2 separate regions of the Anser cygnoides genome follow, and region 2 is linked to region 1. The links are chromatin contacts, called in public Hi-C maps. All regions are on one chromosome and are shown on one strand. The core of a region is the stretch at or near the end of the contact, and the rest is flanking DNA. Distances in the headings are between cores, read along the strand shown.

Region 1 (2,816 bases), core at 19-2,518:
GGAAGTTTTTAGCTCGACACCCACTCCTGAAGATGTTCGGCCTTACATCAAGGATGCCAAAGCTCCTAACAAGTGTCCAGGTATGGGCAGGAGGCCATGAGGCTGCGCTGTGTCTCAAGGGCAGCCAGAGCTTTTAGATCATTTGACTGAATTGTAGCTATAAATGGAGATCTCTGCAGCTTTACTGAAAGTCAGCACCTGCATCTGGCTGTCCCTCAGGCAGTCTTCAAGGTAAGTTTTAATTAAAGGTGTGGATAACAGCAAGGAACGCCACCACTGAAAACACTTGCGACCTCTTAGTCAGAGTTGCACGCTATTTCAGGACAAGCACGATGTGACATCATTGCAAAAGCACGGGTGGATCCTGCCTTTTGGCCTCACAAACTGGAAGGGGGTACGCCACATCCTTCAGAGCAGCACACCCTCCCTCCTTTCCCAAGCACTTCCAACAAGCAACGTCACGAGGCAAGCCATGTCCTTTCCCACTGAGGTGCAGCGTGGTCAGAGGTGGGGTGGGAGGAACCTGTGACAACGCGGCAGCACAAAATGCCTCCACAAACTCTGATGGCACGGGTCACAAACTGAGGAGCGAGAACCGTGCAGTCCTGCAGCCAGGGTGACAGCAACAGGGTGGTTTCTGCCCCAGTGGGAGGCGTGGGCCATGCTGTGGCTGGACCACCTGCTGACTCTCAACACTGAAGACACCAAAACACTCATGGCAAAAGCATCCACAAAGCCCTTGTATGACAGAACCCAACCACACAGGCAGATCTTAAGGGAACAACAACAGAAAGGTAAACTGGAAGAAAGAGCTACTACTGAAGTACTCATGTAGTACTGGCAACTGAGTTCTAGCCTGAAATCCTGACTTTTGGGTAGAAATGGAAAAATAAATCAGCCCAGTAAGAGCTGCTTCAGAAATGCTGTGGCACGCCAGCCACAAACCCAGGGCAAAGTGGAAGGCTTTGGGATGAAACAAACATTGTCAATGTAAGATCACCCATTTAAAATTAAAAATATAAACTTCAGTAAACACTTCAAACAGAGTTGCTTTAATAGCATAAAATACTGGGAATTTAGCACTGGAAAACTGGAAAATAGCCCCCTGCTTTTCACTTCCTTCCTCCCTCACAATCATCTTAGGCCAAAGGCATATATATATAGACACACACACACAAACATATGTTTATATATGTATGGCTATATATATAAGTATACAAAAATACACACAAAAAATTTGAACTACCACCTACTGCTGCATGAGATTTATTTTTTTTTTAATGACTAAATTTCAAGAGGATTTCTGGCTCCAATACACACAGATTGAATGCAGCTAGGAAGCTGAAGAGGCAGCAAGAAATATGAGTGAGTCAGTGTAAGACAACTACAAATTGCTTGGCTCTTCATCTGCAGTTGAAGTGCCCCGTAAAAGGATCCTGTCATTTTCTTTTTGCATGCATGTCTATGGGAGGGGAAGAAAAAAGAAAAAAAAGGGGGAAAAAAGCAGTAGTTACTTGGAATTTCAGAAATTGATTCAAATGCAATTCCAGTTCCTATTCATGGAGCATACCAAATTCTGAAGTTATTCTTGAACTACTTTCTTCACAGATTAAACTGCTTCAAGAGGAACAAAACAGACTAGAATAGTAAAGTAAATATTCAGTGACAAACATGAAAAAAACAGAAATAAACGCTCTTTTAACCAAAATTTTTATATACACCCTTGTGTGCTCTTCTATTTAAAATATTTTAAGGAATCTTTGAGCAGATACAAGAAAAATTACATATATATATAACTGTATATGTTATATAGATAAGTAAACCAGGTAATAGATAAGAGATCTCATATAAGATAGATCTATTTTATATATTTCTGTATCTGTCGTATATTATATATATGAGGGAAAAAGCAAGTGGGTATGAAGTCTGCACTCACTTCTTACTCTAAGAGAACATTTTCCAATCAAAGATTAAACAAAACACAGGGAGCTGACAGGGCAACAGTACAAAGGTTGGTTTACAAATCCCAACAAATGTTATAAATTGCAACATTTTGACAACTGTTGGAAATCAGTCAGAAAAAACCCTGAACATGTCAAGACAGAAGACACAATGTTGCCTTATGTAGGTTTCTTAATCCAACAGCCCAGACGATTTACTCAGTGAGACAAAACTAGAAACAATAATTTTAATAAATTTAACTCATTCTGTTTTTCATGAAGAACCCTTCCCTGCCATACAAACTAATGCCTTCTCAGGGAAGATTTAGATGCCCACATGAAGTGGTTCCTAACTTTTCGTTGTCTTCATGTCTTCTCTTTATACCTAATTACGGAAATTCAATTTCTGTCCTTCATCTCTACACTGTTCCTAAACTTGTTTTCATCTGGGTTATTAAAAAAGTCCAAACTCACACAATGCAGACCTATTAACTTTCTGCATTATTCACTTCATTTGGTCCCAGTTTATTTCCATGCTTCTCCTTGAAAATGCTTGTAATCTGTCTCAAATTTTCGATTTTGTATCACTATTTGCAAAAGACACAGTATCATCACCTAAGAAGTGGTTCCTTTTCTTTTTAGCACAGTATGAAGTGATCAAAGTCTACGGAGCACAAATAAAATTTGAACGTAGACCTTGATTTTATGAAGAAAACCATCTTGAAGTAGTCGTTTGAATTCAGTTGCAAGGACATAAAATTGCTCATTGCTCTCACAGCTGCTGCCTAAGGCACTCAATTGAGTGATATGAAAAGGTCTTGACAGGACTGGACCGCTCAATCACAACAGTCACAACCCACATTTGGCTCAAAATTA
Region 2 (3,016 bases), core at 355-2,854, 100 kb after region 1:
GGAGGGACGGGCATTTCTATCTGAAGTGCTGTTCCCATCATAAAGCCTTTTTTTTTTCCTTTTTTTTTCCTTTTTTTTTCCTTTTTTTTTTCTCTTCAGCTAAGCACCCAAGCCAGAAATTGCCTTCTACTACATGTAGGCAACGCACAGTCGCATCAAGCCGATAAACCCCAGGCGAGTTTGATAACTGGAAGCTGTGAAGCCCTAAGCCTCTTCACACCCCCTCACTTCCAGCACCGGCAGGGTGACACCTCGAGGCAGCAGAGGAGCTTTTTGGGGTACAGAGCCGTGTCCCCCCGAGGTCCCCCCCGGTGAGCAGCCCCGGGCAAGGCCAGTGGCTCCCCGTCCGGGGGCGAGCGCCCAGCTTCAGCCTCCGGTTTTCGGATAAAAGGACCTCCTTTGGCACCCTCCTCTCAAGCTGGGACCCCAACACCCCCACCTCAGGGGGTCCCTCAGGGCTCCCCTCGCCTCAGGGGTGTGGAGGGTGGCGGGGGGAGCCCTCCCCGCCGCACCGGGGGGCTGAGCGGATGCACCGGGAGAGGGGGACGGAGGGGAAGGGAAGGCAGCGAAGCCGCCCTCGGGGAGCCGAGGGGGCGTCGGGCAGGGTACGGCAGGGCAGGGCAGGGCAGGGTACGGCAGGGCAGGGCAGGGCCGGGCCGGCCGCGCACCCCGGCCGCCGCTCGCATGACGGCGCCCCTGTGCTGCACTGCAGCGGCGCCATCTTCTCGCCGCCGCGCAGCCCCAGCCCGCCCCGCCGCAGGGAAACCCGCCCCGCGGGGGTCGGGGGGAGAAGATGGGGGGCGCGGCGACCCCTCCCCACGCCTCCCCAGCCCCGGCCGGCCCGCCGGGCAGCTCCCCACCGCCGCCCCACACACCTGCGGGGGTGTGCGCCGTGGGGCGGGCGCTGCCCTGCCCTCCCCCGCTCCTCCCCGTCCCCACACCCCGAGCCGTCGCCCACCGCCCGCAGCTGAGCCCCCAGCCCCTGCCCGGCCGGGGGTGGCGGAGAGGCACCGCCCGCAGCGCGACCCCGCAAAGTTTTCCGAGGAAGCCCCCGGGGGGGCGCGCCCGGCCCTCCCCCGCCCGCCGGGGGCGGCACCGCCGCCGTCTCCGCCGCCCGTCCCCGCGGACCCCGGCGGACGGCCGAAGTTAGCGGCGGCGGCCCCATTGTTCGGCGGCGGAAGGGCGACGGCGGCCGGGGATGGAGCCCCCAGCGCCGCGCCCCCCGCCCCGCCGCCCTGCAAGCGCCGGCGACCCCCGCCCGCCCGCCCGCTCCGCCGCAGGGGCGGCTCCGGGCAGACAAAGCCTCGGGGAAGCGCAGGAGGGCGGCGGGGAGGGCAGCCCCCCGCTCGGCCGCCCCCCGCCCCGCTTACCTCTACGGCCCGAGCGGCGGCGGCGGAGGCCAGCAGCAGGAGGGCGACGTGGGGCAGCATCGCGGCGGCCGGGAGGGGGGGAAGGAAGGGAAGGAGGAAGGGAAGGAAAGAGGAAGGGCGGCCGGCCGGCGAGGCGCGCTGGGCTCCGGCTGTAAATCCGCGGCGCCGCTGCCGGGGAGAGCGACTGAGCTGCGGCGGCACCAGCCGAGCGCCGCGGCGGGGCCGGTCAGCTGATGGCCCGGACCGCCCCCGAGCGGGCGGCACGGCTCGGCTCGGCTCGGCTCGGCCCTCCCCGCACCGCGGAGACCCCTAGCGGCAGCGCCTGGGAGGCGCGGGGCCGGCCCCGCGGACCCCAGAGCTCGGGGACCGGGCGTGGGCGTGGGTCCGTGGCTCGGGGGTGATCCCGCGGGCTCCGCGGTGTCGCCACGGAGGGTGCCCTCAGGCCTCAGGGCGCCGTCGCCCACCTGAAGACGTGTGTAGAGAAAGGTCAAAATCACAGAATCATTTCGGTTGGAAAAGACCTCCAAGATCCAAGGTCCAACCGTCACCCTACCACCTGTGTCACCCACTAAACCATGTCCCTAAGCACCACGTCCAGCCTTTCCTTGAACACCCCCAGGGACGGTGACTCCGCCACCTCCCTGGGCAACCCGTTCCAGTGCCTGACTGCTCTTTCTGAGAAGAAATGTCTCCTCATTTCCAACCTGAACCTCCCTCGGTGCAACTTGCGGCCATTCCCTCTAGTCCTACCACTAGTTACCTGTGAGAAGAGGCCAACCCCCAGCTCCCCACAACTTTAAAGGGTATATAACAGCTGGTGAATTCTGCCTTTTCTGGCAAGATTGTCTACCAGCTGGGCTCTTCAGTCTTTACCCACACAGAGGTGGTGAATAAAAACCAACCAGAGCCCATACCCAAAACACCAGAGCACACGCTTGAGGCCTAAATCTCCTGCTGATCCACCTGGGGAGACAGTGGTGACCCCCACAGCATTGCTTTGCTCGCTTCTATTTGCAAGATCAAAATTTGTGGAAGTGCCAGTGAGAAAGAATGCATGCAGGAGCACTGACAGAACTGAGGCCTAAGACAGCTGAACGAGGAAGAAAAAAATGTAGGGCTTTTTCAAATGGCTTGCGATCAAGAGGCCAAAGAAAACTTACTATCTTGTTTTCTCAATACTATTGTAATAATTGGTACAGTAAACCCGTAAGGAGAGCTAAAAATAGGCATTAGTGGAGTTTCATGTTGAAACATGAAACAGCTGCTATCATAATCAAAATTCAGATTGATACAACCCGACACGTCCCATCTAAACTGCTGATTCCATGGCAGCCTCTCTGCTCTCAACAAGGCCCCCACGACCACAACTAACAGACCCACCGCATCTCCACAGCATATGGTTTGGTGGCAGAAGCCAGAGTTGCATTGTCCTCAGCACTGTTCTCATGCCCGTGTTCCTTTTAAGTCAAAACTGAAATTCACCGAGACTCAGTCCAGGCTTCATCCAGATGCTGAGGAATGTTTATGGGGTGAGATAAAACTGGACAGCAGGATCAGGCAGGCTGCAATGTACAGGAAGATACCTTAGCACCACAGCCTTTCATCCCCATAGTCAGGCTCTTGATTTAGAAGACCATTCTCATGCA

The links. A called contact is a pair of places that touch in the nucleus more often than the background predicts.
Region 2: a Hi-C map of liver shows a contact between it and region 1, with 4 times the contacts expected there. The contact joins the promoter of APP here to the enhancer-like site in region 1. A contact is called at or near these places in 2 of 7 Hi-C or Micro-C datasets (both in liver).

Annotation. Positions count from the first base shown.
Region 1 is chr1:110,536,308-110,539,123 of Taihu_goose_T2T_genome, forward strand. The region is part of intron 5 of APP (amyloid beta precursor protein); the gene reads right to left. Among named protein-coding and RNA genes, the nearest start is that of APP, 100 kb to the right of the region's middle. Within about 2 kb of position 1,269, at least 1 of the 3 cell types and tissues checked has open chromatin away from gene starts, as enhancers often do. A contact at or near this core is called in liver, where this site is marked.
Region 2 is chr1:110,640,913-110,643,928 of Taihu_goose_T2T_genome, forward strand. APP (amyloid beta precursor protein) reads right to left here and starts at 1,605. Exons shown (of 15, transcript XM_066977765.1): 1 at 1,371-1,605. The coding sequence starts at 1,430.